Regions from separate parts of the Mus musculus genome. Here all the other regions are linked to region 1. The links are chromatin contacts, called in public HiChIP or PLAC-seq maps. All regions are on one chromosome and are shown on one strand. The core of a region is the stretch at or near the end of the contact, and the rest is flanking DNA. Distances in the headings are between cores, read along the strand shown.

Region 1 (3,656 bases), core at 649-3,148:
CCACTGTGGTTGTTCTAGTTTTAACGGCTCTATATAGGGCTATTATGAACATTCATTCATATATATTTGTGATACATATATTGTCAATTAGCTCAGGTAGTCCAGTAACTACTCAGAATGGCCAGTGTATACATCAGGTTTGTGTTTAGTGTTTTGGGACACTTCAAAAGTTGTCTTCAGAGTCGCTGTACCACAAAATATGTCCTCTTGGTGTTTGTTAATCCCCGAGTATAAACTTCTCATAGAACACTCTGCTTTAGAATTTGGAGTGAAAGTTGTGGGAGAGGCTGAATAGTCTTCTTAATAAAAAGAAAGAAATAGAGAGCACGGAGATGCAGCTCAGGGGTAAAGTGCTTGCCTAGCATGGGCCTGGGTTTAGTCCCGCATGGGGAAGGGAGGAGGCGTGGGGGATGGGGAGGGGCAGCAGAACAAGCTGGAGTTGGTGGTGTGGGATAAGGCTCACCAATGGATCTAGGAATCTATGTTTGTCACACAAATACAAAATTCAATGACTGTGTGGCTGTCAATAACTGAGAAGAATGAAACTGTTCTAGCTGCAAGGGAATCCCCTTGCACATTCGAGGAAAGAGCCTCGAGTTCATTCACTGTTTTGTTTTTTGGGTTTTTTTGTTTTTGTTTTTGCTATTAATAGACAGCAGCTGATGTGTCCCGGGCTGACCATGAAGCTGCTGGATTTCTGGGTCCTTCTGCTGCCGTCTCCCAACTGCTGGGGTTATAGGCATGTACCCCAACTCCCAGCTAATTCACCATGGAGGATCAAACCCAGGCTTTGCATGAAGTAGGCAAGCACTCTACCAACGGTCCTCTCTTTCTACTGTTTAATATATTGCAATGTGTCTCACTAAGTTGCACAGGCTGGCTTTGAACTCACTCTAGTTTAAACAGGTTTGAACTTACAGTCTTCCTGCTTCAGCCTTTAGAGTAGTTGGGATTATTGGTCTGAGCTATCAAGCCTCCTGGCCTCAAACCATTTTGGGATAAATGTCAAAGCTTGGAATTTATGACCAGATAGGCTTTGATCAGTGTGATGACAGCAAGAGAAGTGCTCTGGGGAGGCACCCTCCTCAGGACTCTGACTGCCTTCTGTCCATGTAAGTTGTCTGGCCTGGGTGTGGGATTTTCAACAATTCCTTCGAGACCATGCATGCAGACTCCGGCTGGAAGTGATGCTGTTTTGGACTGGTGGCATCGGCTAGAAAGACTCTCTCCAGCGAGTGGGGCTTGAGAGTTGCCCTCTGGATATAGCAGGGAAGATCAGTCTTTGGTCCTGCCGTGATAACTTCTAACAAGTACCCAGGTGTGGCCTAAGGAGCTTGCCCGAGAGCCTGGGCGTCACAGTAGAGGGGTCACAGCTTGAGAAGCGTCTTTTCAGGTCTGGAAGTGAACCAGCCTCTCAGCATCCCCGGAAACTTGTTTGAAATGCAAATTCTCAGGCCATGGGCCAGGCAGCTGAACTGTTTAGTCCCCAGGTGACTGTGATGTAGACTGAAGTTTGAGACAATTTAGAAACTGAGTTCTGAGGCTGGGGATATAGCTAAATACTGCAAAAACCAACCAACCAACCAACCAACCCTCTTTGCCACGCCCAACCCCCGCCCCGCGCTCGCGCACCCCCAACCCCCGAAGGGCCGCAGCTTAAGTGCTAGAATGCGGAGCCTCAGCACTGAGAACCAATTTAGAACACTAACATCCCACCTCCCACCCCGAACCCCCAGCCTCCAACAGGAGCCTCCTGTTTCCAGTACGACTCTAATAGAAGTGAACTCTTTGTGGGGCCCTTACTTTGGCCCTTACTTTGAGTACAAAGCCCGGGCCTGTTTCCTCATTATCTGCCGGATGAATGCTTGGAGGGTGTCTGGCTGCCGGGTCGCTCTTGGTAACCCGACGCGCAAGCCTTGGAAGTCTGGGAGGGAACTGGTTTCCTGCCTCGTTACCAGCTGGAAGCGGGCCTCGGTGGAAAGGAAGTCGGTGCCACAGTGCCACCCTGTGATGAAGGAAGGAAATAGCCTTTCTGTCTCGTTGCGTTGACATCAAACTTGTGGGAGACACTTTAAATAGCATGGTTTCCCCCAAATAGCAACCTGCAAATATATTTGAATCGCGTTTGCTGTGCATTAGGCACCATGATCATTGTATTATCTTGTAACAACCTCAGATTATCTCCATTCTTATTGGAGAATTCTTTACCATAGGAAGTCCTTGATCAGCCCCACTGATTCCACCGTTCTTCCCAGGAGCATCCAGAATGATAGCCAAGCCCTTGTCCGTTATCTTACTGTAATGACGGGTGTTCTTGATTGATTGTTTAAAACATTTTTCTTCTGATGATAAAGCAATACTCAGTCATTATTCAGTCTCACTGGGGGATCCTTATTGTGCAAGCCCCTTATCTAACACTACGCTACGGTCAGCATTTACAATCTACACACATGCATCCGCATACTTAGATTATCTCTACGTCACTAATTGCATGAATACTTAATGGTGTGTAAGTTCTAAGAAAGTAGTTGTATATAATATTATCCTATTGTTGAATAAAACAAAAGAAAAATCTTTTTTCTACACATTCAATAGAGACACCATTTTGGCTTGTAAATACATCTGATTCTTAGATAGTTGAACCTCTAATCCATGACCAACTGTGTGTACCTTACATGGAATCTGAAACTGAAAACTTGTTCTAATAATTATTATTCGTGCAACAAATTATCCCCAAAACATCTGTCCTCCCGCAGTTACAGAGAGCGCCTCAGTGGCAGGCTTCCAACTCAGTGACTCTCAAGAGGTGGCAGCCAAATGTTTGAAAGGTTTGACAGGCCCTGAAGAGTGCACTTCTGAGCTCACAGATGTGGCTGTTGGCTCTTCTCACAGGTGGGCCCTTTGTTAGGGATGTTCATAAAAAGTCCCCACTCCAAGATCAAATGATGAAAGGCAGAGGGGTCAGGAGAGAACGTGGTGCTTCTGTGAGGCTTGGAGCCTCAGACTGACGGCCTCCAGATGAAATGTGTGCCTTTGTTTCTGTATCCTACTGGCTGTAAGGACTAGCTCTGCCCCAGTATGGATGAGGACAATACCAAAGATCTAAGTACCTTCCAGGGCCATTCTGGGCCATTTTGGGGCTGGCTATCGCAGGACAAAAAAATAAAAATCTCAACTGTATAAATCAGCACAGTTTCTCAGACATATTCACATGCAGTGTCTTAGTTAGGATTTCCATTGCTGTGAAGAGACACCATGAACAAGGCAACTCTTATAAGGTCAACATTTAATTGGGGCTGGCTTAGGTTCAGAGGTTCAGTCCATTGCCATCAAGACAGGAAGCATGGTAGCATCCAGGCAGGTATGGTGAAGGAGGAGCTGAGAGCTTTCCATCTTCATTTGAAGGCTGCTGGGAGACTGACTCTCTGCACTGGGCAGAGCATCAAGGCCTGCTCCTCCAGTGACAAACTTTCTTCACCTATTCCAACAAGGCCACACCTCCTAACAGTGACACTTCCCACGAACAAGCATATTCAAACCGCCACATGTGGGTATGGCAGGGTCTTCTTCTTGACTCTTCAGTCATATTGGTCTCTGCCCTCCATATTCCTCTATATCTCAGCTCTGTATAATTTCCTTTCTTTAGGGAATGCTAA
Region 2 (3,656 bases), core at 721-3,220, 240 kb before region 1:
TCTGGGAAGCAGAAGTTCTGTCCTATTCTCTCCGCTGCCTAGCCATTGGATGATCAGCTTTTATTTACAAGTTGGAGAGAAAATGTGGAATGATGTTTACACAAACATGAAACAGGAGTGGCCCAGGGAGTGGCACTATTAGAAGATGTGGCCCTGTTTGAGTAGGTGTGGCCTTTTTGGAGTGGGTATGACACTGTGGGTGTGAGCTTTTAGACCATTATCTTAGCTTCCTGGAAGCCAGTAGTCTGCTAGCAGCCTTCAGATGGAGATGTAGAAATCTCAGCTCCTCCTGTACCATGCCTGCCTGGATACTGCCATGTACACACTTTGATGATAATAGACTGAACCTCTAAACCTGTAAGCCAGCCCAGATTTAATGTTGTCCTTATAAGAGTTGCCTTGGTTGCTGGGCAGAAGTGGCGCACAACTTTAATCCTAGCACTCGGGAGGCAGAGGCAGGCAGATTTCTGAGTTTGAGGTCAGCCTGGTCAACAGAGTGAGTTCCAGGACAGCCAGGGCTACACAGAGAAACTGTCTCAAAAAACCAAAAACCAAAAACAAAAACTCAAAAAACAAAACAAAACACAAAACAAAAAAAGTTGCCTTGGTCATGATGTCTGTTCACAGCAGTAAAACCCTAACTAAGACAAGGAGATACTTGGAATAAGCATTACAGCGCCATATGAAGACTGCAAACACATATAGGGGACAGAGAAATCAGCATTTGAATAACACAAGGATAATCTTTACATAGCACACAATAACATCGTGCCCATGCCCACTCCACTGAACACTTGTTTGTCATTTAGTCTTGCCACTTTAGATTCCATTCAGGAATTTTGGAGTATTCAAGAATGATGACTCTCAAGGCCCATTTAGATGCTTCAATGGGCAAATTGATTGCCACCCAGGTTTGGTGGCCTAAATATTTGATCCTTGGAACTCAAGATTCCTGAAAGCTGTTCTCTGACCTCTGTGATAGTCACACATCCACACTGTGTCACATGCACACCACACACATACCAACAGAAATAATAAAATAAAAACAAAAAGAAGAGAACTGTAGATGGCTCGGTGATTAGCGTGATGGCGAAAGAAACTTCATTTTGTGCTAGGCAACCATCTTAGTACCTAATAGTCTTTTATCTCTGACTTCAAGTTTCTGGCAACCCTGACTCCTTGATTCCCCACCCCAGAATGTACAGCTATGAGCATCTGCTTGTTATGCAATGACTAACTGCTGATTCTGACTTCTGTAACCCGCTTGTGCAGACATTCAAGGACTATTTTGAGGTTGCCTTGACCATCTAATCTTGGCAGAGCAGAACAGCTCTTTTGGTTTTTGCCTTTAAAAGCTCTTCTCTTCAGAGCTGGAGAGATGGCTCAGAGGATAAGAACACTGACTGCTTTTCCAGAGGTCCTGAGTTCAATTCCCAGCAACCATATGGTGGCTCATAGCTATCTGTAATAGGATCTGATGTCCTCTTCTGGTGTGTCTGAAGACAGCAACAGTGTATATATACATATAAATAAATAAATATTTTTTTTAAAAAAAAGCCCTTCCCTTTATCCACCTCTGGGTGACTGGTCTCTGATTCAGTTTAGAGACTGTGGCCCTGTTAGTAGCTATAATAAATTTAGCTAATGATCTTTAAATTGAGTGTAGGGGTCTTTTCCCAGTGTTCTTGAACTCCATAATGGCTAAGAATGTTTGCTATGAGAAGGCTAAGCTGACTCCATGACAGGTTTCAAATTGCCAGTCTACAAGACTAGGCCTAAAGAAAACTGGGCAAGTCCAGGCAAGTCAGCTAAAAAACAAAAACAAAAAACCAGGCTTCAGTCAAGCTGGTCAGAAACTAGAAAGTGGCCAGCCACCTAGCCAGAAGCAAGGACAATGGATCAGCAGGTTTCCAGACCTACCACAGACTCTAGCCCCCAGGGCCAAGGAATGTCTGTAAAGAAGACTTAAGATAAAGGCCACCTACCCAGCAACTCCTTGCTCTGGTAATGGAATGCTCTCAGAGATAAAGAAAGATAGAGGTCGCCTACCCCGGAATCTTTAGTGTGCTTTAAATCTAGCCTTTAAGCTCCTTTGGTTGTCTATCTTGGTAATGGGGAGATCCCAGCATGCTGGACTCTTGCAGAATAGAACACTCTTTCTGTTTACATACAATTTGAGTCTAGGGTATCATTCTTCAGCGAATCATGGACCCTTACAGCTACTCTTTGTTTGTTTGTCTGGTTGGTTGGTTGATTGGTTGGTTGGGTTTTTCCAAGACAGAGTTTCTGCGTGTAGTCCTAGCTATTCTGGAACTCACTCTGACCTTGAACTCAGAAATCCTCCTGCTTCTGCCTCCCAAATGCTTTGACTAAAAGTCTGTGCCACCACTGCCCAGCATTTTTTTTTTTTTTTCTGGCTGCTCTTACAGAGGATCTAGGCTTGGTCCCAGCATGCATACTTAGTGGCTCACAACTATCTGAAACTCAAGTCCCAAGAGATCTTCTGGCTTTAGTGGATGCCAGCCATGTTCATACATGCAGGCAAAAATACTCATATACTCATGTGCATAAAATAAAAACAAATACTTATGAAAAATGAATAAATAATTAAAAGAAAATGGGCCAAGGGACAGGAGACATGGTTTTGGAGTTTTGAGTATATTGGGTAATATTTACTTATTTTAATTGTTTAAGGCCATTGCTCCACTTGGAGCTACAGGGTCTGACTAAATTATCTAGGCTCTTGTTGAACTCACTCTGTACCTCAGACAGACTTTGAATTTACAATTCTTGTGCCTCAGTTTCCTGACATAGCTTAGAGGCTATGCTGCCAGATCTTGCTCCTATTTTTATTTTTAAGTCCCAAGGAAACCAGGTTAAAGGCTAGCTGTGGTGTCTATTAGCATACCTAAGTACCCATGGCTCCTCCCAGCTCTTACCACTGACCATGTCCTTAAACTTCTCCTTCCCCCAGCTACTGATTACCCAGTAAAGCTTCCATTTTGGCTGAGTGTTTTCTTGGCTCCTCTCTCGGAGTGTGGCAGTGATCTGTCCTCACAGCCTCCCTGTGCTTCGTTTCTGCGCTGTCCCTGTCTGCTTTCAGTAAAGAAGCAAGAGAGATTCTAAAAACGTAAAATAAATTCCTTTTCTCTCCCTAAACAAGACCCTCAAGTAAGGAGGGAAAGCAGAAAGAAGCTGAAGCCGGACGGTGGTGGCGCACGCCTTTAATCCCGGCAATCAGGAGGCAGAGGCAGGCAGATTTCTGAGTTCAAGGCCAGCCTGGTCTACAGAGTGAGTTCCAGGACAGACAGGGCTACACAGAGAAACCCTGTCTCAAAAAACCGAAAAAAAAAAAAAAAGAAAGAGGAAAGAAGCTGAAGCCTTTCTACAGCCGCCTCTTCCCCTCCCCCAACCTGTTCCTTTCCGGCCTGGCTCTCTACTCCATTCACTCTGGCCTCCCTAGATTTCTGGAATAAGCGAACCTGTTCCTGTTTTCTTGGGACTCTGTATCACGTTACTTCTTCTTGGAATGCTTTTCTGCCATACATTTGCCTTTTTTTTTTTTTTTTTTTTTTAAAGATGCTGTCATGTAGCCCCAGCTGGCCTCAAACTTGGTATGTAGGCAGAAAAGACCATGAACTGTTCAATCTCCTGCT
Region 3 (3,656 bases), core at 391-2,890, 170 kb before region 1:
CTCACTGAGATTTATTTGATAAACATTTTGTAAGAGGAAAAAAATCAGTACAACCTGTGATTCTGCCCAGGATAGGTACCAGATAACCCTGCTTTTTTCTTGGGCTTCTTCCTATCTCATTGCCAGTTTGACTTTCTAAAAGTTGTATTTAACAAGTAGTATTGATTGTTAAGTCTGTAAGATGTGTCATCCCCCAGTCTTTGGGGGAATGGTGTGGTATGGAAGATCTGCAAAGGTCCTTTGTAGCATAGCGATCTGGCAAGTAACTGGGTTTTTGTAGACGTTTGTGTTGTCAGAGATGCTTGGAGACAGGTGCTGAGTGAGTTGAGCAAGAGAGCCTGTAGGACAGGGACAGTCTTGAACGCAGCCCCACACTGGAGAGAGTAGCACTGTAAGGATTACTGCTGCTGTCTGCTGTGTGGTGTAGCAGTAGAGGTAGAGAACACCGTATGGGAATGTGGGATATGCAGCTCAGCAAGCACATGTTAACAAGACACTGGAAAGAGTGAAAGACCCACCTTCCTGGCCAGGGTAGTGACTCCTTCAGTCTTCCTTCAATACTACATTTGTTTCAATGAGTATTACCCCAGCCAAGTATATAAGAAGTAATTATTTACTGGGACAGCCTTGTGCCCTTGTTAGCACAGTGGTTGGACAGTAAGTCCTCTTCTTGGGTTTCTCTACTTACTGTGTTAAAGCCCTTCATGTGGGTGTTCTGCTGCTGTTGGCCTGTTGTCAGGGATGAGGGTGCAGCCAGCCAACATGTCCAAAGAGGCTAAGATAGAGTCATAAAGATGATCTGCACGGCTCTCCAGCTCACCAGACTGCTTTGCAATCCTCTCAAGGACATCCTTTAAAACTAATGGTCAAATTATAAAAAGGTATAGCATTTTGCTCACATAGGTCTGTAAGTTTCACAGTGACTCCTCCCTACCCTAGCAGGGTCTCATGTAGCTCAGGCTGACCTCTAACCTTTCTACTTGAACATGACCTTGAACTTTTTTTTTAAAAAAAGATTTATTTATTATATGTAAGTACACTATAGTTGTCTTCAGACACACCAGAGGAGGGCATCAGATCTCGTTACAGATGGTTGTGAGCCACCATGTGGATGCTGGGATTTGAACTCAGGACCTCTGGAAGAGCAGACAGTGCCCTTACCCACTGAACCATTTCTCCAGCCCCGACCTTGAACTTTTGATACAGGTATATACCACAGCATGCACACTACAGTAGTTTATGAAGTTCTGGGAACTGGAGCCAAAGTTTTATGTAAGTTAGGCAAAACATTCTAGAAACTGAGCCACACTCCCAGTTCATTTAATCTTCTCCCTTTAAATAGTGATGTTCCAAAGGTTCCAGAGCTTATGTAATGTATTGGGGAAGTTTGTGGACTTTGGGGGGTAAGAAGGATCAATGACCAAAACTGGAGGAACGATTAGAGAATAGACTATGCATGTCTAAAGAGGGAGGCGCTAGGATTAGAGTACTCAAAAAGGCTGGCTGTTTTCTTTTGTTAAATACAAAAGCTGCTTGCTTCCTGTGCTTTATCAGCTGGGTTAAATGCTCCCGAGCTTCCTGCCTGAGAGCAACATCTGCCAGCAGAGGATAAGAAAGGGGAAGTCTTTGTTCTGCTCACAATGTGGACTCGATGGGGCAGGAAGGGAAGGAACTGGCTGGGTGTGTTGAGGTCAGCCCCTTAGAAAGCCATAGTGAGGCAAAAGTGCTGGCCTAACAATTTCTTGGAGCTGGTGGCAGAGGAATGTTGTCAGGGTGGCTGAGCCAAGCTCTGTTCAGTCTTTCCGTGTGTCAGTGGAATTCTGGGGCTTTTTATTTGAAACTTTAAACAGGTCAGGGAAGAAAGGCTAGAAAGGGTACAGGTTTCTTTTTCTTAGGATTTATTATGTAGTGTTCTGCCTGCATTATGCCCGCAGACCAGAAGAGGCACCAGATCTCACTGTAGATGGTTGTGAGCCACCATGTGGTAGCTGAGAACTGAACTCAGGACCCCTGGAAGGGCAGACAATGTTCTTAACCTCTTGAGCCATCTCTCCAGCCCTTTTCCTGTTTTTGGTGTGTGTGCGCTTTAATTTTACACATACATATGGGGGGCTTCATTTGGTGTAATTCCCACGAGTCCCAGTCACATGACTCATAAGCAGTTGAGAGTGTAGAACAAAATGTCAGCCTAAAGCTGGGCGTGGTGGCGCACGCCTTTAATCCCAGCACTCGAGAGGCAGAGGTAGGCGGATTTCTGAGTTCGAGGCCAGCCTGGTCTACAAAGTGAGTTCCAGGACAGCCAGGGCTATACAGAGAAACCCTGTCTCGAAAATCCAAAAAAAAAAAAAAAAAAAAAAAAAAAAAAAATGTCAGCCTATATTTCTGTAACTAGGTCAAACTTCCTTTGGCAGGGTGCTGACATAGGGCCCTCTTGGTGGTAGGTAGGGGCAAGCCTTAGTCACTCCTGCAGTTAGACTTGGAGCCAAGTAAGAAAGCAGACTCGGAAGAAGCAGGATGGTATGGCGTGTGTGCTGACAGGATGCTTCTGGGAAGAGGAAGTAGAAAGTGTTAAGGGTAACTTGAAACTTGAACAGAACAGCTAAGCGTTCCAGTTACTCCAGGCTGAGGGCTGGGAGGGTAGCAGTCCGAAGGTCTGGGTTCATATCTGAGATTCAAAGAAAACCAAAAGCCTCTTCTAAGAGGCCAGGCTGACCCCTAAGTCTCTTCTCAGAGTAGGACAAAGTGGCTCTTGTTAGCTTACTTAAGGCAGCCTTCCATTACACATGGCCTCTGTGAAGAGGCCTATAATGAGCTCTTTCTGCTCAGACCCTGTTTCTTCAGACCCTGGACAGCAGCTGCAGGTTTCTCAAGCCCCATGCTAAGCTTGTTTGGTAAACACCAGTGTAGTCAGAAGCAATAAAGCTTGCTATATCAAATTTCTGCCTTAATATAAAACTTGAGGCTGGTGTGATGGCTTAGCAAGTTAAGGCTTGCAACCTGAATTCAATCTTTAAAATATGTATAAGGGTAGAAAAGAACTAACTACCTGACCACCTCCACACAGATGGGATGGCACAGACACAGACAGACAGACAGACACACACACACACACACACACAACTACATAACATTCATATACAAAACAATAAAAACATAACCATTAAGGCTTAGCCACAAAAGCAACACCTAAAAATCCTATGTAAGAGAACACAGGAAGAATTTCAAAACAGGCCTTCAGAGAAGCAGGGGAGACAAAGGGCTCATTAGTTCACACTGGTGCAGACCCGTTCGTGGTTGCTCTCCATCAAAACCTCCCCATGTATTCACTTCCCAGGGTACAACTGGCACTGCCTGGAAAGGTTCCAGGGGTCTGAGGGCTTCTGTGCTGCAAAACATCTTGCAATGCACAGAAATACCCCTAAAACAAAGAGCTACCCAGTTCTATATGGCAGCAGTACCAACCCTGAGAAACCTTGTTCTGTAATTTTTCCAGTAGGCACCTGCCATCACCTCTCACAAGGTTCATCATGGATGTGTATGACATTTAGTTCCCATGTAAATCCTCCCCCTGGAACTGAGGCATAATATAACTGGATTCTTCCAGCACCTACCTGTCTACACAACATTAGTAACTACTAATCAGTCAATTTATGGAT

Evidence for each region. HiChIP or PLAC-seq counts read pairs in DNA pulled down with a chosen protein or histone mark.
Region 2: an H3K4me3 HiChIP or PLAC-seq map of embryonic stem cells shows a contact between it and region 1, with 19 read pairs. The contact joins two enhancer-like sites. A contact is called at or near these places in 1 of 484 Hi-C or Micro-C datasets (nephron progenitors), 4 of 115 datasets of contacts at active chromatin or transcription factors (embryonic stem cells and stem cell-derived neural progenitor cells) and 1 of 9 other capture datasets (embryonic stem cells).
Region 3: a contact with region 1 is called in an H3K27ac HiChIP or PLAC-seq map of embryonic stem cells, with 11 read pairs. The contact joins two enhancer-like sites. A contact is called at or near these places in 2 of 39 promoter capture datasets (embryonic stem cells and neural stem cells), 2 of 15 datasets of contacts at CTCF or cohesin (both in embryonic stem cells), 14 of 484 Hi-C or Micro-C datasets (Sertoli cells, bone marrow-derived macrophages, embryonic stem cells and 1 more), 37 of 115 datasets of contacts at active chromatin or transcription factors (the NIH/3T3 cell line, bone marrow-derived macrophages, craniofacial prominence and 19 more) and 1 of 9 other capture datasets (adipose tissue).

Annotation. Positions count from the first base shown.
Region 1 is chr11:20,399,078-20,402,733 of GRCm38.p6, forward strand. No RefSeq gene overlaps it. Among named protein-coding and RNA genes, the nearest start is that of Gm39605, 21 kb to the left of the region's middle. Within about 2 kb of position 1,899, at least 127 of the 459 cell types and tissues checked have an H3K27ac peak or open chromatin away from gene starts, as enhancers often do. A contact at or near this core is called in adipose tissue, differentiating embryonic stem cells, embryonic stem cells and 4 more, where this site is marked.
Region 2 is chr11:20,163,246-20,166,901 of GRCm38.p6, forward strand. The region is part of intron 3 of Gm12031 (a long non-coding RNA gene); the gene reads right to left. Among named protein-coding and RNA genes, the nearest start is that of Gm12031, 28 kb to the right of the region's middle. Within about 2 kb of position 1,971, at least 40 of the 459 cell types and tissues checked have an H3K27ac peak or open chromatin away from gene starts, as enhancers often do. A contact at or near this core is called in embryonic stem cells, where this site is marked.
Region 3 is chr11:20,229,736-20,233,391 of GRCm38.p6, forward strand. It overlaps Cep68 (centrosomal protein 68), which reads right to left. Exons shown (of 7, transcript NM_172260.3): 6 at 689-859. The coding sequence ends at 693. Among named protein-coding and RNA genes, the nearest start is that of Gm51885, 8.5 kb to the left of the region's middle. Within about 2 kb of position 1,641, at least 138 of the 459 cell types and tissues checked have an H3K27ac peak or open chromatin away from gene starts, as enhancers often do. A contact at or near this core is called in adipose tissue, differentiating embryonic stem cells, embryonic stem cells and 4 more, where this site is marked.